Linked DNA regions of Mus musculus: all the other regions are linked to region 3. A link is a contact called in public HiChIP or PLAC-seq and promoter capture Hi-C data. All regions are on one chromosome and are shown on one strand. Each heading gives the region's core, a stretch centred on a gene start, on an enhancer-like site or on the middle of the called end of the contact. The rest is flanking DNA. Distances are from core to core; before and after follow the strand shown.

Evidence for each region. HiChIP or PLAC-seq counts read pairs in DNA pulled down with a chosen protein or histone mark. Capture Hi-C pulls out chosen DNA fragments and counts their contacts.
Region 1: a contact with region 3 is called in an H3K4me3 HiChIP or PLAC-seq map of bone marrow-derived macrophages, with 2.4 times the contacts expected there. The contact joins the enhancer-like site here to the promoter of Tmem39a in region 3. A contact is called at or near these places in 3 of 39 promoter capture datasets (cranial neural crest, macrophages and neural stem cells), 1 of 484 Hi-C or Micro-C datasets (bone marrow-derived DN3 thymocytes), 7 of 115 datasets of contacts at active chromatin or transcription factors (the 230-238 cell line, bone marrow-derived macrophages, embryonic limb bud and 4 more) and 4 of 9 other capture datasets (adipose tissue, liver, macrophages and 1 more).
Region 2: a contact with region 3 is called in an H3K4me3 HiChIP or PLAC-seq map of bone marrow-derived macrophages, with 2.4 times the contacts expected there. The contact joins the enhancer-like site here to the promoter of Tmem39a in region 3. A contact is called at or near these places in 1 of 39 promoter capture datasets (the C10 cell line), 4 of 115 datasets of contacts at active chromatin or transcription factors (the 230-238 cell line, bone marrow-derived macrophages, memory CD8 T cells and 1 more) and 4 of 9 other capture datasets (adipose tissue, liver, macrophages and 1 more).
Region 4: a promoter capture Hi-C map of adipose tissue shows a contact between it and region 3. The contact joins the promoter of B4galt4 here to the promoter of Tmem39a in region 3. A contact is called at or near these places in 9 of 39 promoter capture datasets (the C10 cell line, cranial neural crest, frontonasal cranial neural crest and 6 more), 1 of 15 datasets of contacts at CTCF or cohesin (CD8 T cells), 1 of 484 Hi-C or Micro-C datasets (LSK cells), 11 of 115 datasets of contacts at active chromatin or transcription factors (the 230-238 cell line, bone marrow-derived macrophages, embryonic limb bud and 7 more) and 4 of 9 other capture datasets (adipose tissue, liver, macrophages and 1 more).

The regions. Positions count from the first base shown.
Region 1 is chr16:38,694,028-38,699,213 of GRCm38.p6, forward strand. All of the region lies in intron 1 of Arhgap31 (Rho GTPase activating protein 31), which reads right to left. Among named protein-coding and RNA genes, the nearest start is that of Arhgap31, 16 kb to the right of the region's middle. Within about 2 kb of position 1,289, at least 42 of the 459 cell types and tissues checked have an H3K27ac peak or open chromatin away from gene starts, as enhancers often do. A contact at or near this core is called in bone marrow-derived macrophages, where this site is marked.
Region 2 is chr16:38,759,551-38,764,267 of GRCm38.p6, forward strand. B4galt4 (UDP-Gal:betaGlcNAc beta 1,4-galactosyltransferase, polypeptide 4) reads left to right here. Exons shown (of 7, transcript NM_019804.4): 5 at 3,519-3,641. Among named protein-coding and RNA genes, the nearest start is that of B4galt4, 20 kb to the left of the region's middle. Within about 2 kb of position 1,456, at least 58 of the 459 cell types and tissues checked have an H3K27ac peak or open chromatin away from gene starts, as enhancers often do. A contact at or near this core is called in the 230-238 cell line and bone marrow-derived macrophages, where this site is marked.
Region 3 is chr16:38,559,907-38,564,440 of GRCm38.p6, forward strand. It overlaps Tmem39a (transmembrane protein 39a), which reads left to right and starts at 2,908. Exons shown (of 9, transcript NM_026407.3): 1 at 2,908-3,224; 2 at 4,209-4,395. The coding sequence starts at 4,283.
Region 4 is chr16:38,739,699-38,744,450 of GRCm38.p6, forward strand. B4galt4 (UDP-Gal:betaGlcNAc beta 1,4-galactosyltransferase, polypeptide 4) reads left to right here and starts at 2,561. Exons shown (of 7, transcript NM_019804.4): 1 at 2,561-2,670.

The DNA.
Region 1 (5,186 bases), core at 39-2,538, 130 kb after region 3:
AAGCAAGAGCCACTCTGGTAAAGACGTGATGAGATTCTAGAGCGAATGCTGTTTTGGAGCCCTCTCGAGTGACCATCACACCCTATCTTGCTCCCATCTATGCTCTGTTTTCTAGTAACACGTGATAAAAACATTTTGAGTATCTGCCCTCTGGTGAAGTAAGGCTTAATTACTTTGAATTTTTATAGTTTTAGAGGAGGAGGTGGGCACTGGGCTGGGGGGGGGGGGGGCTAATGCCAAGGAACCTTGAAGTCTCCCAAGAGACAAAGACAGGGAAGGGGGAAAAGGACACTGCTTTGAGGTAGAGACAGCCACTGAGTGGACCAGAACCATGGAAGGCCAAGCTTAAATGAGGTAGAAATCAGAAAAAACAAAACAAAACAAAACAAAAAAACAGTAGATATCTGCTTGTGGAGGGATGACAGTCATTCTTAAAAGCACTGGAGGGCAAAAAGGGGGATGGAACAGGAGCATGACCAGGAAGCAGCTGGAGGGAGGTGTCATACAGCTTTTCACCTCCAAGGAGACTTGGATTTGAATAGTTGAACATCCTTCTGGTTATCGTCCACAGGACAGAGCGAAGCCATACTTCCTAAGATTACAAATACAAGGGACAAACTTTGAAACTCTGCTTTATAATTACCTAGAGGCAGATGTCCCTCCAATCGAAAGAAGTTTATTTCTTGACTGGGGACAATGTCTTCTCAGCAGCAGTGACAGAAACCACAAAAGGGACATGGTAGTTTTAAAGTGTGGGTCTCTTGAGACTCCTCCTTGATCGTTTGAGTGCTTAGGGCGACAGGTTTGTCCCAACTGTTCTCTTCTCCCTGGAAGACTCTTGGTCAGACAGTACCTGTTCCTACAACCATAGCCCATGCAAGGAAGCCCCTTCTCCCTAGTGGTCTCCTGAGAATATGGGTCTGGCGTGACTGTGTTATACCTCTATGCCTTTGTGTACCCAGGGCCTCTAATCTAAAGTATCTTCCCTTCAGGGAGAGACCACTCATCTAACACCAATTCCACTCCTCTGAGTCAGACTTGATGTCATCCACTTCCTACTGGGATGTGTGTGAAGAACAGCTTGGGATGAGATTATGAATCTTCTCCCTTAGGGACAGAAAATGCTTGTTCGCTCCTCTGTTCCTTGTGACTCAGTGGCTGATGCGTGGTAAGAGTATCATAAATATCGGTTGCATTGGATGTCCTTCTCATCCTGCACCTATAACAGCAAGTTACTGTTACCATGGAACTGACCATATGTTCTAGAAGAAAAAATAAAAAGTTTGTGGTTGGTTGAGTAATTCTCCCCATTCCCTCGAAGAGGTCTACATCCTTATTCCTGAAATCCTTGACTGCTGCCTTATATGGCAAAAGGGACTTTGCACATGTGACCAACTAAAATAATTCTTGAGATGAGGAAGTTCTCTTGGGTAACCTAAGTGGTCTTATTGTGACCACGGGGTCTTTCTAGATAGTGGAGGAGGGAGATGGAGATTTGATGGGAGAAGGCAGGGAATGAACACAAGTGATATGATGGGGCCACAGCCAAGGCTCCTAGAAGCTGGACATCGATATAGATGCCTCTGTCTCAGAGCCTTAAGGAAGAGTCTAGCCCTGCAGGCCTACTGCAGAGAAGGAGTCAATGGTCACAGCTTGCAAGGGGCTCATTTGTGTCGACTCAAGGAATGCTGACAGCTGGTGGAGGTGGGAGGTAGTAGAGGTTTTACAGGGGCGGAAACCTTGGGAGTGGGAATGAGTGACCAGCTGGTCTGTGCTGGCATCAGAATGGGCAGCAATGCTGGGACCTAGAGGCAGAGGTGAAGCGTCTGGACTCTCCATGCCAGGTCCTTCCATCTTTCACTTTCTGCCCAGTGGGATTTTAGGACATGCCAGATACCTCGCCCCCACCCCATCTCACTCAAGTGTCTGTCCTTCAGAAATATCTTTTCTGCTCTATGAAGCTCATCTCTTTAGTAAATTTTAAGTTTGTTTTAGGAAGACTGAAGCTGATTAGAATACTTACTTACCATTATGGTAAGCATAATTGATGGTGCCTTTAACCTCCCAGAGCCTTTGAGCCTGTATAAAGTGTGAGGACTCAGAGGCTCTCTAGGTGAGGGTCTATAAATTCCTTCATCAAGGAAGGCCTCCTGAACTGGGTGAATCATCTGGTTGAGTATTTGAGAATCTCCTTTCTCGTATACCATCTGGTGATCCTGGAATGTTTGTTCTTTCACCATCTCCAACTATTCTCCCTGAGGTCCTACCAAGTCAAGTCTAACCAGTTCGCTCCAGATGGGGTCTTACTGCCCAGACAGGCTGGCCTGGAATCTGCTATAATCTATAGTTCAGGGGAGTCTAGAACTTGAGATCTTCCTGCTTCAGCCTCCTAGATTCTGGGGTTATTCATGTGTCACTCATAATACCAGGTTGTTCTCCTGGCTCTTTGATCTGAACATGGGCTGCCTGAACAGTGAGTTCTCCACTGTTGTCAGCTGATAGCTCTGTTTGCCTACAGGGGAAGTTTAGATGGGATCACACAGTTAAACAGAGTGAGATGGGCCTAACTTTGAACTATTACTTAGGTGGTTTTATCATTGAAAAAATAGTGGTCTTATAAGTTAAGGAATATAGCCACAAACAGACAACTACTTCCCTCCCATGCCTGTACAGTCTCTAGAGCCACACCCCTGGTGATGGAAACTAGATTGGGGATTCTGGGTCTGTGGAAGGGAGACCAGAGAGTTAGCATTCAATGGGGACAGGGCTCAGTTAAGGAAGGTGAAGTGATTCAGATGATGGACATGGTGGCCATTGCGAAAGAATGTGACTGTGGCCAGGCAGTGGTGGCACACTTGGGAGGCAGAGGCAGGTGGATTTCTGAGTTCAAGGCCAGCCTGGTCTACAGAGTGAGTTCCAGGATAGCCAGGGCTATATAGAGAAACCCTGTCTTGAAAAAACAAACAAAACAAAACAAAAGAATGTGAATGTGTTCAGTATTGCTGAACTGTAGACTTCAAGATGGTAAAATGCTATATCTTATGTTATGCATATTTTGCCATAATTAAAAACATCTACTGGGTCTACCTTGGTGATTGAGAACTTTCCTGGCTTTCTCAGTGCCTTGGATTCTATCTCTATCACTACAAAATACATAAATAATTAAAGCCTAAGAAGTGAAGCTACTAATAATACCTACTTTTCATTATTATGTGCAACCATACTTCCAAGTTATAGTGACCAAAACAGCATGTTTGACATTTAAAAAACAAAAAACAAAACAAAATTAACCAAAACTCAAAAACCACATACTCAAAATAACAAGACAAAATGCCAATTCCAGAAGTAATCCAACAGATTTACAGCCAGCTAAGTTCTCACTAATGCACCAAGACTATATACAGCCAGTCTCTTCCATCAGTTGTTCTAGGAAAACTCGATATCTAAATGCATAACAGCAAAACAACAACTGTACCTCTCCCCTCATAGTAAATCAACTCCAAATGGGTTGAAGAGAAATGGGGGACCCCCAATTATGAAATAACTAGAAGAAAACCACAGAGAAGAGATCTCAGGACAGGACCCCAAAAGCACAGAATCCAAGGACAAAAGCTGAGGAGATCTCAGCAAAGGAAGAGACATAGAGAGCGATGCCATGCAGAACAGGAGGAAATAATATTTGAAAACCACTCATTAATTAGAACTTGAGCCAGGGCTGGGCATGTGACTCAGTGGATAGCGTGCTTGTCTAGCATGTGAGAGGCCTTGGGCTCAATTCCCCACAATGAATCAACTGGACACAGATGCACACTTGTAATGCTGGCACTCAGGAGACAGAGGCAAGAGTCAAAGGTCAAGTCCAAGGTCACACCCTTGGTTTCATGGTGAGTTCGAGCCTACATGAGAGCCTGTCTCAGGTAATAAAAACAAGCGCAAATAATCTGAATATACGTATCTCAAAAGAGATGCAGAGAGCTAAAAGTGTGTACAACAATTTTCAAAATCACCAATCAGGAAAACGTGAACCAAAGCCGCAGAAGGTACCATCTCACCCTACTTAGAATGACTGCCATCAAACAAGCATAAGTAACCAGTGTCAGTGGGAATACAGAGAAAGGGGAAGCCTCAGAATGCTGGTGGGAACGAAACTCAGTATGGTCAGGATGGAAAAGTGTTCTCAGAGGACTAGGAATAGAATTACCAATGATCCAGCAATTCCACTTCTGGGTTTATATAAAAGACGGTGTGGGGGGAAATCAGTATGTGGAAGAAATTCCTACAGTTCTTTATGTATTGAAGCACTATTCATAATAACCAAGATAAAGTATCAAGCTAGGTGTCAACAGGTGAATGTCTCTCTCTTTCTTACACACACACATGTATATATGTATGTATTATGTGTGACACTTATCTGCTAATGAACACACACACACACACACACACACACACACACACACACACACACACACTGTAATACTATTGGACCATAAAAGAAGAAAATTCTGCCATTTTGGCAATAAGGATAAACCTGGGAACAATGTAAAATATGTCTAGGAGAGAAAGACAGACACTGTTTACTGTGGAGAGCTAAAGACGTTGGTTTCACAGTCATAGGAAGTACTTATTGTGCTGAGAAAGATGTGAGTCCAAGAGAGGACAGTTAGTGTGTGGAGCTGAACAGCTGGTTAAGACTAACTTAGTGCTTGATAACATAGTTGGGTAATTATCTTTGACAATAATAAGTTATATATTTCAAAGAGTTGGTAGAATACTTTCAAATGTTTCTAAAACAAAGAGCGGATCAACCGTTCAGGTGATAGACATTCTGCTAATCCTGGTCTGATCACTGCACACTGTACTGAAATGTCATATTGCACTCCATAAATATGTGTGATCATTATGTGCTAATGAAAACATAATACCTGTCTCCCAGAGTTGTTTTCAGAGACACATGAGTCAACACTGTGCAAGGTGCGAGGCAGTTTCAATAAACAGAATCTGGAATCCTAGCATCTCTGGCTGAGCAGAGTCCTATCAGGCAACACGGGGTACAACACACAGGGCAGACACACATCTAGTAGATGATCCAGTTCTTCACAGACCCAGACCATAACAAGTTTTTTGTTGATGTTGTTTCTAGGAATTCACAATAGAAGGGTGTTTTTAAACAGCTTAAAACTTGATAA
Region 2 (4,717 bases), core at 206-2,705, 200 kb after region 3:
ACTCTGGTGTGACCATCATGGCCTCCATCAGAGACTGTGCACTTTAAGAGATGGCCTGTACCTAGCTTGCTGTTTAACTTTCCCTTACATCTGGCCAGACACTGCTGCTCTTCCCAGACACCATCAGCAAGCCTTTGTCTTCCTTGCAGAATCGAATACGCTTACCTTGTGATTTAAATGTAAGCTCGGAGAAAAACGGTGGCCCAGAGTGTGTATGTGTGTGCATGCGTGCACACACGCTGACGAGAGAAAAACATGAGGCCTTTGCAGTATGCAGGTTCTCCACCACTGAGTTATATTTGCTTTGTACTTCTTACCCATCCCTTCAGACTTAGATCTTACTTTGGTCCAGTTTTATTGTATGGATCATGCACATGCCCACCTGCCAGTCCCCCCCCCCCCCCGCCCCTTTTGTGGCACCTCCTTACCATTGCTATCCTGGGCAAAATTCTGCTGCAGGTGGCAGGCAATTTCAGTTTCAGGGTCTCCGTGACTTCTGATGGCAGCTCTGTATCACTGTGTTATAACATCACTGAGCTCTGGCTTCTTCATTGTCCCAACAGCCCCATGGGTGTAGGTATAAGAAATGTTTTCGCCTACAATCACAAAGAGGAAGAGGAGGGACACTGGGTCTCTGTTCTCTAGGCCTTGTAGGAAATATGGACTTGTTCCTTTTGCCTCATGCATGCGAATCTATAAGGAGGTTGGTATTGTTGACATCAAGGGACTGGGCACTGTTCATAAGGAAATGTCCCTTAAGTGTGACTGTGGCAAAACTGGAAGAGTCTACATCACCACCCAGCGTGCTGTGGGAATCATTGTAAGCTAGCAAGTTAAGGGCAAGGTTCTTGCCAAGAGAACTCATGTGTGACTTGAGCATATCAAGTACTCTGAGACCAAAGACAGCTTCCTGGAAGGGGTGAAGGAAAAGGATCAGAAGTCAAGGAAGCCAAAGAGAAGGGCACCTGGGATCAGCTAAAGTACCAGCCTGCGCCACCCAGAGCTGGACACTTCGTAGGAGTCTGAGCTGCTGGAGCTAATCCTGTATGAATTTGTAGCTTAAGGTACGAAAAGGAATAAACAGCCTGGACTGTGAAACAGAACCAAACCAAACCAAATGGAAATGTTTTCACCTGCCACACATTCAGTGGCAGGAAGTTAAAGTACCTTGCCCAAGTGTTTCAGATTCATGGTGAATTTTGTTGCTAATAACTCCTCCGTGCCCGCCTCCTTTCTCCAAGGACTCCATTGTAACTGTATGACTCCATCTTCCTCATTCTGGGGACCTTACAGCCCTTTAAAATATAGTTGTAAACTCACTTGAGGGCCTCTTAAAATGTACCCTCTTCCAGAAAAAGGATCAAAAGCAAAAGTCAGTACACACAGAGGCGTTTGCTGGATAACAACGGTAAGAGCAGTTCTGTGGTTTCCCTGGAGGCATCTGCTGCTCCTCCCCACAGCAAAGCTGGGCTCAGTGCTCCTTAGCCTACGCACTTCCTCACCAGGGTCTCACACCGTATCCTCCCTCATCTGTACATCTGGGTCCTTCCAGACCCTGCTCCTCTTGCTGTGGCTGTGGTTCCTAAGAACCTGGGGTTGTTCAGTTCAGAGCTCTAGGAGGGAAGGCCCCCGGTAATCCTGTGCTCTCAGCTAGCTACTTGGAGCATCGTAAGTACTAGCAGTCCCTTCTAGAGCATGCATGCCAGGTCTCTCATAAAAACTTCTCTTTGCTGCCTAGGAGGTTATGTGGGGCCACTATTTCTATCCACATGGCCCTGATGTAGCTGTTTTTGGTTTTGTTTTGTTTTGTTTTGTTTTGTTTTATGATAGTTAAGAGTCCCTTCATTGTTAAGTTCATGAATGTGATCGTGATGGTCAGTCTTGGTTTTCAACTTGACTAGACTGAGAGGGGGCAATAAGATCAGTTGGATATAGCTCAGAGGTGCCTGGGAAGGCATCTCCAGAGACAGTCAGATTATGATGGCAATGACCAAATCAGTGATTAATGATGGATTTATAATCCTATGACATTAATGGGAAGTGGTGGGTATTTTTAGATTTGGGGTTGTGGGTATTTTTAGACTTGGAGGAAGCGGGTCACTAGAAGTGTGTCCCCAGGGACTATATATTGTCCTGTTCCTCGTCCTCATCTTTGTGTCTTAACTGTCATGAAGTGAGTAGCCGTCCCTACCAACCATATCTTTTCCACTGTGATATTCTCACTGGCCACAGGCCCATCAGCAATGGAGCGAGCTGGCCATGGACTGAAGGAAACTATGAGCAAAAATAAAATTGCCCTCTTTTAAGATTGTTTCCCGCAGGTATTTTCATGGTAAAAGTTGATAAATATAACTATATCTCTAACTGTTATGGGATACATAGGGACTAGTTTGTATGAGGAGCATAGAAACCACTCAACCTCAGAGGAGCTTTGGGGATACCAGGTGTTAGGTTGGAAATGTCTACAGTGTATTGAGTGTCATTCTTTTGGGTTTTCTTTTTGTCTGGAAAACATCGGTATTTAGTTGGCTGAAGTCCGTGAAAAGTTTGAAATCGTCTCTGTGGTCACATGGTTCTGTTTAGTAGCTCCCTCCAGCTGCAGTTTGGGAGGATGCCAGAGTTGTATTAAGGGTTAGCCTTAGCCCAGCTTGCTGACAGGTCAGTGGGATAAGAGTCCTTTTATCCTGGGAGCTACTCTCTGACATTCCTCCCACCCTATTGTCCTAGGCCTTTGGCTTCCTCTTCTCCTTATTAGTCTTAACAGTGGTTCAGCGGATGTTCAACTCTTCTTGCTCATTCTATAGTCGTCCAGGTGTCTCCTACTCCACGGTCTTCAGGTACTCACAGCTGCTGAGTTATCTCCGCACAGGTGTCTTGTGAACGTGAACCCTTCCTCCATTGCCCGTTGGCATAAGCCCTAGGAACGTCTCAAATTTAGCCTAAGAATAAATTCATTGTCTTGCTCTCAAAACCAAACGATTTTCTTCATACTCAGTTTTCATGAAAGACACTGCATTCCATCTGATTGCCCAAGCCCGCAGTTCAGCCGAGTGGGGGTGGCCTGTTGATCTCTGTAGAAAGCAGACTCTTAAGATGGTGGTTTGCAGAGTGAGCACAATCAAAGCACGGACTGGAACTGTCTCCTGATTTACACCTCTTCTCTACCCTAAGAAGAAAGGGGGAGGGGGAGTATATTTATCATGAGACTCATTGATGCTGAACATACCTGGTGTTCTTAGCAGCCTTTACATGGGATGGATTCTCTCACTCACATTTAAGGCAATACTGAATACCAGTGTTATTGATAACAGGCACGTGGGTCACCTTACTTAGTGGGGTCACCCAACAGCAGATCAAAGGCCAGCAGTACAGGGAGACATGAGGCAAGAGTAGATAGTTGAAATGGGTGGAGGTGAACCATCTCCCAAGGGTTCCTGGAATGCTAGCCCCCGAAACCAGAGGGGGAACAGAGGGGCTTTGTGCTAAATGTCACTTCTCTGTTTTCTCTTTTGCTCCAGGTTGCGTTACAGTAAATATTTTGGGGGTGTCACTGCCCTCAGCAGGGAACAGTTTCTCAAGGTGAATGGATTCTCTAACAACTACTGGGGATGGGGAGGAGAAGACGATGACCTCAGACTCAGGTGAACAGCAGAGAAGGGACCTTCCCGGGGCTCTGCTCTCAGGGCTGACCTGGAAACCCGCACTTGTGTGTAGTTCCTGGACATGCCAGGCCAGCAGGTCCTAAGGCTGCAGAGTTGGGCTTAAATGGTGCCAGGGTGTGTGTGTGTGTGTGTGTGTGTGTGTGTGTTGATGGTAAAGATGTACCCATTGCCCAGAAATTCCTAACTATTCAAAAGCCCATAAGTCAGAGCTGTGATCCCAAGGGCCTCCTGGGCAGACAGCAGGGGACCTTTTCCCTCTTCCTGATGCTGCTTAGAAAGTGTGTTCTAAGCTCGAGATCTGAATTGACAGATATGCCACGATCAAGCACCCAGGAGGCTGGTGTGAAGGAGCTAGGCCTCATGCTGCTTAGCCTTGGCCCCTTCGGGCAGAGAGCCTTTTGCCGTGTTTCTGAAAGAGGAAGGTTTTCCTGCCTAAGGGCTCCATGTCACCCAGACCCCAGCAGTCACCATCATGGTCACACAAGCTGCTGATCATACAGAGTCAGGGTTAGGAAGGGCTAGAGGAAGCCAGTACTTCCTTTTTCCCCAAGTCCCTTGTACTGCTTAGCTGGGCGAGCAGTAGATAGTTGCAATGGTTACATACCATCTCTGTCTCCTTTCCCACAGTTTCTTAGCTTTAAGGGAGAGTGAAACCTTAAGTTTTGTTTTTGTCAGCAGGGGAAGGGTTCACCTTCAGCAGCCTCGAGAGTTCTTTTCAGAGATCGCTGCTCATGGCTGAGAAGAACTTCAGGACAAGCCAGCAGGAAGCAGAATTGGAATTTATCCAAAGGCATTTTTACTACATACTTGGGTGCAGGAGTTCACAGATATAAAGGTCTTTTGGGGGAAAGAATAAGATATACGTGTTGGTGTGAACTTCTCTAGGGAAAATTATATTTCATTGTCTTACATGGCTTGAATGTGCACACACATGCACACATACTTGGTCCTGTTTCTGAGATAGATTGCTTAAAGGGTGTAAATTACAACAAAGTTTCACGTTTTTTTTTTTTTTTTTTTAGTCTTTATTTTTTGCCTACAAATGTTTTGTCTGC
Region 3 (4,534 bases), core at 1,658-4,157:
GCTTAGTTTAGGTAGGTTGTTTTCAACATTGGTTTGGTTTCAGTTCTTGTGTTTCTTCTATAAAATGGGATTTTGGTGTGCTATCTATCGGTCAACATGTTTGTGGGTTTATTTACTTTATTTTGGTAGGATCTTCTGTAACCAAGGCAGTCTTGGAACTTCCTATCTCCACTTCCAATGGGCTGAGAGCACAGACGTCTGCTGCTACCCCTTGAAGTTTTTGTTCCTTTTTCTGTGCTGGGGAATATTAATTCTGAAGCTCACTTATGCTAAGCAAGCGCTCTATCCCTAAGCTCTATCTCCAACCTGGTTGTGACATTTAGATGAGATATATAGTCCAGGGGTGGGGGTGGCGGCTACAGTTTCTAATAGACGTTGACTAATCCTACAGCTGATACAAAGATAGACGCCTGGGGATGATCTCATGGGAATTCTCATTTTGATTTTTCTCCTTTGGCAGATTTTTTTTTCTAAAAATTTACTTCTTGCCGGGCATGGTGGCATACGCCTTTAATCCCAGCACTTGGAAGGCAGAGGCAGGCAGATTTCTGAGTTCGAGGCCAGCCTGGTCTACAAAGTGAGTTCCAGGACAGCCAGGGCTATACAGAGAAACCCTGTCTCGGAAAAAAAAAAACAAAAAAAACCAAAAAAACAAAAATTTACTTCTTAATTACCATAAAGGGTGTCCTTGTCACATTTTCACACCTACTTAGTTTTGGTTGTCCCCTTGTCCTGCTAACATCCAGCTAGTACAGTACCTTTCCTCCTTCACTTTCCTCCTTTTTAAAAAAACTGTAGCTGTCTTCAGATCCCATTACAAATGGTTGTGAGCCACCATGTGGTTGCTGGAATTTGAACTCAGGAACTCTGGAAGAGCAGTCAGTGCTTTTGACCACTGAGCCATCTCACCCGCCCTCACCTGCTGCTTCCTTAAAGCCTCATTTCTCATTCTCTGGGTCGAGTTCTAGTTCCCTGATTGGTATCCATACTCTTTTCTACACAAACACACAGGTATACAATTCAAGATGCACAATTGGGGAGAGGCTGTGTGTAAAGTGCTTGTGATGCAAACGTGAGGCCAGGAGTCCTCCAGGAGCTATGCCAAGTTGGATGTGGTAGTAGACATCTGATTCTAGCAGGCCTGTGGGAGGATGGGAGGCAGAGGCAGGAGACTCCCCAGAAGCTCAAAGGCCACATAGCCTGTCATACGAAACAACCAATAACAAGGAGAACTGTCTCAGACTAGGTGGAAAGTACCCAAGGTTGTCCTATGACCTCCACACTCTTGGCCTGGCATTCACATGCCCCCCCACCCCACCCCCCACACATAAACAATATGCATATGTGAGGGAACACGTGGCATTTCTCTTTTCAAACTTGTTGCCTTACTTGATATAATATTTTCCAGTTCTATCATCATTTTTCTTTAAAGCTTAGTAAAAACCATCGTGGGTTTTTTAATGATCCACCCATCTGAAGATGCACATGTAGACTGACTCAATTTCCTTGCTGTTGTGAATGAAACGGTAGTAAACATGGATGTGCAACTATCTTTGGGTGCATATGGTCAGGACTGGTACAGCCAGGTCCTGTCATTGTGATTTTTGTTTGTTTTCATTTTCAAACACCTCCATCATGAAGGCCACAGTGGTTACACCTTTCTATACTGACACCAACTGTGAGTAAGGATCCTTCTCCTCTCCATCCTAGCCAACATTTTGATTTATTTATATCTATTTATCTTTTTTCTTGATGATAGCAAATCTGACTGAGGTGAGATGGCATCTCAATGTAGTTATAATTTGCATCCCCCTGGCCTCCACCGGCACACCAGGCTTATTCTTCTTTATTTTACCTTTTTCTACTTTAAAGATTTATTTATTTTATATATGTGAGTGCACTGTAGCTGTCTTCAGACACACCAGATGAGGGCATCAAGTCCCATTACAGATGGTTGTGAGCCACCATGTGATTTCTGGGAATTGAACTCAGGACCATTCAGTGCTCTTTAACTGCTGAGCCAACTCTCCAGCCCTATCAGGCTTGCTTCATTTTGATATCAAACTACTGACAGTTCTGGGCAACATTGGGCTGCCTATCTTTTTTTTGGGGGGGGGGGTAGGGTGAAGGCTAGGGATTGAACTCAGCATGGTAAAGTAAGCTGTACAATTGAGACTCCATATCTTTTTATTTACCACGTACTGTCCTCGGAAAACAGCTTACTCATCTTTGGAGCTTCAGACCCTTTACAGTATTGGCACTAGTGCCATCCCTGGACCTCAGATGTAGTTTTGTTTCGTTTTTTTTTTTTTTTTTGACACAAGGTTTCTCTGTGTAGCCCTGGCTGTCCTGGAACTCACTCTGTAGACCATGCTGGCCTCGAACTCAGAAATCCACCTGCCTCTGCCTCCCAAGTGCTGGGATTAAAGGCGTGCGCCACCACTGCTCTGCTCAGATATACTTCTAACTGTGAATTTATTGTTCTTAACAGCATTACTGAAGCTTGTTGCTGCGTTCTCTTATTTATTAGACTTAACTTTTCTAGAACTCATTCTTTATTTCTATTATCTACCTAGTTCATTATTTAATATTCAGTCCCTGCAAGGGGCAGGCGTCCGACGTGCTTGTCACAGTCGTTTGCATATGAAAGACGTGATCTTAGGTGGCATCTCCGAATTTCCCTTCTCTTCTCCAAGCATTTCTCTAGACACTAGCTGACTGGAGCCAGGGAAAATTTGGGGAAAAAAACAACCAAAAACCAAACTAACCAACAAACAGAAAAACTCCGCCGGGCACGTATGGGCCGGAAAGCCCGGGCGCCGGAGAGTCCCACTGCGCAGGTGCGCCGGGAGGAGGGCGAGCCAGCTCTGCTGGCCGCAAGCCTGTTTCCGGGGGCCAGCGCGACGCAGAGCTGACGTCATCGCTGTGCGCTGCCACGTCTCCTCAGCTCCCGGGCGATGGAGGCTGAGGATGATGAGTCTTGGTGATGGGGTCGGACTGTGCTTCTGACTTTAGCTCTGGCTCTGGCACGGACTCCCGGTCTGGGTCTGGTAACCTAGCGACCCGAGAGCTTTCTTCGACTGTCCAGTGGGATCCTGCCTGCGTCCCGGCAGCTGTTTTTGGAGCGCTTTAGAGGAGGGAGTGAGTTTGGGTGCCCGGGGTCGCGGCTGTGAAGCCGCCGCCTCCTCCCAGGGATCCCTCTCCGTGGCCAGCCTGTCCCATGCGTGAGTTTTACTTAACCTGCTTTGTCATCTCGCCGGCCCTGGCGTGCTTCGGCTCTTTCGGCCGCCGGCCTGAGACCACTAGGTGATTCCGTCTTGGAGGTTTAGTCCAGTCAAGTTTGTGGTTTCTCGCCTTCCACCTCGAACAATCTTACGCTGATGCGCCCCAGCCTTTTGCCCTCACCGTACTTTCTCTTTAATTGAGCAGGGATCAGCTTTCTTTGCCTTTAACAGTTTGGAGTCTTTGTCCCACCTGGCGTTTGTTAGCCTACAGTGGACTAGGGAACCTCGGATCCCTCTACAGTAGTAATGTTAAGCAAAAAAAAAAATTTTTTTTTTCAGAGTATTTTTAGTCGTATTTAGGAAATACGTGGTATATGTTGGCAGAACCATGTTTGCCGAAATTGAGGAAAACATAATGTCGTCGTCCGCCCACCTCCCCCCTGAAGATCTCTTTAGCCCTTTAATTTTGCACGTTCATTTAATTTCTTAGCGGTTTTACAGAAGCTTTTCTGAAACGGGCAACCATTTGAGTGAAATGAAGAAACAAACTCTGGTTAAATGACTTGGTCAAGGTCAGAAACCTGCGGCAAATCTTAGTCAGATTCCTTGATAACAACCTCATATTTTGGACAGAGATATTTCCTGTATTTCAAGTGATTTTAATGTGAAATTGCAAATTAGAATCGAGTAAGTTGTGGTGTTTCTTGTAGAATGCCACCTTGTAGATTGTAGTCTTGTTTTATTTAAGAAAAAGTCAGCAAGACAAGACACCAGCCGGGAGTTGCCTTAATGCTGAATACAGCTGAGCTCAGAATTTAAACCTCTGACCTTACCCCAGATCCAAGCAGTATATAGGGACAGGAACATTTATTTGAAAATTCAATCTGGATTTTATAAGATCTGCTCACTGAGTTTTAACATTTGCTTGTTATACTGACTTCTAGAAAAAGTTACAATCTTTCTTTCTTTTTTAATATTATTCAGATTTGAAATAAGTTGACAGTCATCAGCCTGGGTGGCAACTTCAGGTGGCACTGGAAATTACCTGGTTCCTGGACATGCCCAGTAGAAGGCGGGGTCCCAGTCGGCAGCAGCTAAGCCGGTCAGCTTTACCTTCCATACAGACGTTGGTCGGCGGCGGCTGTGGCAATGGGACGGGCTTGAGGAACAGGTAAAGAACATATAATTCTATGCTTAACACTTGGCATGATTTGTAATAGCCTGTTATCAGTGAGACTAATACAAAATAATTCTATTCAAATGTTTGCTTATCAAACTTATCACTGAAGTAGGAATTCTGCCTTTGAAGA
Region 4 (4,752 bases), core at 1,311-3,810, 180 kb after region 3:
AGCAGGGCTCAGGGTAAGCTAATTTTCTGCAAGGTATTTCCTCATGTATTCTGTCCAATGTCCTGTATAAGGTTTTATATCCTGGTAATGAAAACCAGCACTATTTCCAACCCAGTGCAAAGGACCAGAATTGTTTCTCTAATCCTTAGAGTGTCTTGTTTTTGTTTTCCCACTCCCATCCTTACTGTTCCTCCTGAAAACATTATGATTAGGTCTGTCCCAGCAAAATCCCACTCTGGGTACCATTCTCTGTCTTGGCCTGCTACCTATCTTCTCATTGCTGTGGTAAAATCACACACACACACACACACACACACACACATATATATATATATTTGTGGAGGGAAAGGCTTATTTAAGCTTACAGTTGTAAGCCATCATAAAGGGTAGTCAAGGCAGACACCAACAACAGGGACTGAAGCATAGGCCATAGAGGAGTACTGGTTAATGGCTTGCTCAGTCTGCTTTCTGATATAAAACAGGACCATATGCCTACAGTTGGCACCACCCTCAGTGAGCTGGAACGTCCTGTATAAATTATTCAGAAAGAAAATACCATCCATGCCAATCTGATAGGAGCACTGTCTCTGTTGAGGTTCCCTCTTCTTGGATGACGTTAGCTTTTGTCAAGTTAGCAAACAACTAACCAGGACACTATCTTCCTTTGGTGCAATGAAAGCCTGCTTCATGGATCTCTAGCTGTTCAAAGTATGTTAAATCCCACTTTTAAATCTATCTCTTTGGGGTATCACTTCTGCCTTCATTCATGAGAAACCTCCTGTGCTTGGTGATTGCTCTAGTCTGTTCTCTGTTGTGATTAACCCCATGACCAGAAGCAGCCAGGCCAGGAGAGATTGTATTTAACCTTACATGTTCGATGTTTGGGTTCATCATTGAGGAAAGCCAAGGCAGGAATTCAAGCAGAGACCACAAAGGAACACTGATTGCTGTCTTGCTTGCTTTACTTTCTTATATAACCCAGAACCACCTGTTCTGGGAGTTGCATCATCTAATGTGTGATGGCTTTCCCATATCAATTACTAATCAAGAAAATCAGTTCATAGGCTGGTCTGATGGAGATGATACCTCAATTGATGACTCTAGTCTATGTCAAGTTGACAAAAACTAACTGGTATAATGGTTTAAAAAAGACTGTGAACTCAAAGTGTGCCTGTGTGGAAGGACTGGGAGTGGTGATAACTGTGTGTAGTTTAGTGGCTATTTGTAGCAGGTAGGATAGGCCCTGATTCCTTTCCTTAGCACTAAACAGTAAGTAAATACACAAATAAATGAAAACATTTTAAAATTGTTAACTTGTATCTGTTTGAACTCCATGGGACAGAAGGGAGACCAGTCTTCTACTGAGAGATTTCAGTGTTTCTTCTGCCAGGGTATAGTAGTCTCAGCACCTCCCAGTGCTCTTCAGAGGGGTCAGCATGATGCAGGAGGCTCGGACTACAGGCTCCAAATTCCATCACAGTGGTGACACAGATAAGTGGCATCAAAATGGTCCTAGGCCTGTTTAAAGCCCAGTACCTCAGGACTGATTCAGTTTGCTCCTTTTTAGAGCAGCGCTTTTCACCCTTCCTAATGTTGCCGCCCTTTAATACAGTTCCTCATGTCGTGGTAACCACCAACCATAAAGTTATTTCCTTGTTGCTTCATAGCTGTAATTCTGCTACTGTTACGAACTATAAATATCAAATATGCAACTCCACACGGGGGTCGCGACCCACAGGCTGAGCACCCTTGCTTCACTTGCGATGGATCAGGTGATTTTCATGTAGCTTCTCAGAGAGAGCTGGCAGCATGCAGACTGTTGTGCGCCTATGAAGACCTCACCATTAGTTTTCTATCAATTTTAGCCTAATTTGATTATTATGATTATATTTGAAATATTATGATTCGCATAATATCATTTGGTCTTTAATTTGGTACAATGCATGGCTGAGCAGGCTATAACCTATCAGGACTTTAGACTTTCTTGAGGATGTGTCTAACCCTTGCCCCAGGATGGCTATAAAATCAACCCAACACAAACTGTAAACTTACTTAAACTACTATGAAGGCTGAAGTGGTTTTGTGTGTGTGTGTGTGTGTGTGTGTGTGTGTTTGTGTGCTCGATTTCAGGGTTCTCAAACATGAACTTTATAAATGACAATGTCGCCTGGTAGTGTCACGCAAAATAAACATGTAACTGTAGACTTCTGGATTCTATGATGTGGCCTGAAGCCACCCTTCATTTAATGTTGCCCAGAGAAGTCAAAAGGTTGCACATTCCTGTAAGTCCAAAGCGTCACTTTCCTGCTCTGTAAAGCACTGGGATATGATCTCTTTTCCAGGTTCCGGTGATGTCCCCGGGGATGGAATCTGAGAAGCGCCCGGAGCCTAACTAGTTATCCTCAGTACGGTTTGTGATCTAAAGACTACGGTGTGCACCCCTTTTAATTCTCAAGCTCCCGCAGCGCGTGGTGGGATTGGCCGGAGGGAGGCTGCACCAGGTCTTGAGAGAACCGGGCAGACCCGCCCCCTCGATGGCGCTGCGCGCGAGGCGGAGCCGGGGCTGCAGAGCCGCCTCCCGGCGGCGCAGGCGGTCCACGAGCGCGATCCCCGGGGCTGCTCCTCACCACCTCCCCTTCCCCGGGCGGCCTCCCGGTGGCCGCGTCCGGGGTGAGTACGCCGGGCCCGAGCTCCGCTGCTGCGCGCTCCGAGCGGCCATCGTCGGGCTGTGAGCCGGGTGGGTCCACGGGATGGTGCCGGGCGGACGCGGAGCCTGCGCGCTCAGGCCTCGGCGCTGCTGTCCTGCCGGCCGAGCGAGCGGCGGGCGAGCTGGGGGCCTGCAGAGGCCCACCTTGGCGGGGCTCCGGCTCCCGTGCCGGCGCCCCAGAGCTCAGAGCTGGGGAGATGTTGCGCGCAGCGGGGAGATGCAGGGTGCATCCGGCCGCGTCCCGCGTCCGGGTGCTTGCGTCTCCCGGCGCCTCTACCTGGAAAAGGCCCATCCTTCTCGGTCAGGGTCAGACAGCCTTTCACCTGGGGAAACAGCTCATCTGATCTGTACTTCCATGCCTGAAAGGGCCCGAGATACCTTCGGCCAAGCCAGGGGCACTCACATGGGGTTTGAAGGGCTTGAGACCCACCTGCTGTGTGTAGGTCGGGCACCTGTTCCCTCCAGGGTCTGTGGATCTGCATCACTGGATCTTCTGGTTTCCCTTAGATAAGGGCGATTGGTTAGGAGTTCGGGTGCTGAAGGGTGTGGGAGAGAAGTATCTAGAGAAGGCCTTTGCGGGGAGGTAACCTTAGGAGGGTATTAGCCAAGTCTGGTGCCTGTGGGTTGCAAAGTGTTCAGAAGTGAGCCAGGAGGCAGGAGGATGTGGGGGTGCTCCGGGCGCGGGCTGATCTCCCCAGTGGTTTGGTAATGAAAGAGCAGACAGAAGGTGGTAATTTGAGAGTTGAAAAAAGGTCTCTCGGTCTCATTTAAAAAAATTCATTAACTGGTGTGTGTGTGTGTGTGTGTGTGTGTGTGTGTGTAATGAATCTTCAGAGGATATATGAAACTCAAGGAATGTCAGATATGATTCAGTTTGAGAAAGTGAAATTCAAGATAGAGTTGAAGGCTGCCGGCCCCGCTCCCCCCCCGCCCCCCCCCCCATGCCAGAGCGTGGAGGAATGCACCTCCTGGGAAGGAAACACTGCGTTGTTGATGGTCTTTTCTTTTCTTTTCTTTTCTTTTCTTTTCTTTTCTTTTCTTTTCTTTTCTTTTCTTTTCTTTTTTCTTTTCTCTTCTCTTCTCTTCTCTTCTCTTTTCTCTTTTCTCTTTTCTTTTCTTTTCTTTTCTTTTCTTTTTTCTTAACAGTAATAATGATTTTGACATTTTTCTTTAGGATTTTTCTTTTTTATTGCATATTTTCTTCATTTACATTTCAAATGCTATCCCCAAAGTCCCCTATTACCCCCCACCCCCACCCACCCACTCAACTCCCACTTCTTGGCCCTGGCTTTCCCCTGTACTGGGGCATATAAAGTTTGCTAGACCAAGGGTCCTCTCTTCCCAATGATGGCCAATTAGGCCATCTTCTGCTACATATGCAGCTAGAGACACAAACTCTGGGGGGTACTGGTTAGTTCATATTGTTGTTCCACCATTAGGGTTGCAGACCCCTTCAGCTCTTGGGTACTTTCTCTAGCTCCTACATTGGGGGTTTTCTTTTCTTCTGTTCTTAAAGTGAATTTTTAAGAACAGATTTGGCCTCTGTGTGGACACTGAAAACTCCGTGAAATAGCACAAACCCCTGACCGCATTTGAGAGAGGTCCACAACTTTGATGGGGGACGGGGGCATCTCAAAATCAATTGCTGACCATGCCGAACTGTTTGGTGAAGAATAGGTAGGGAGGGCCGTAACGGCGGCTCCGTTACTACATTCTGTGTGCCACTTGATATAGGTATTTAGTCCCTTCTCTGAGCTGTGCTGGTAATAGTGTGTGCCTTGGGAACCAAACACCAAACAAACGTCTCTTGGAAGTCCTTTTATCCATACTGGGACCATCCAAAGAAAGTCAGCCTAGAACTCATGAATGCAGTCCAGACTGGCCTGGAACTGGGTGGGTAATCCTCCTGCTTCAGTCTTAGTGCTGGTATTATAACTGTGAACCATTGGCGACTTCTGGCTATTTTTTTTTTTTTTTCTTTTTAAAGACCATCAGAGTTACCCAGGTTCCTGTTTAAAATACAAATTTCTTGGCTCCACCCCAGA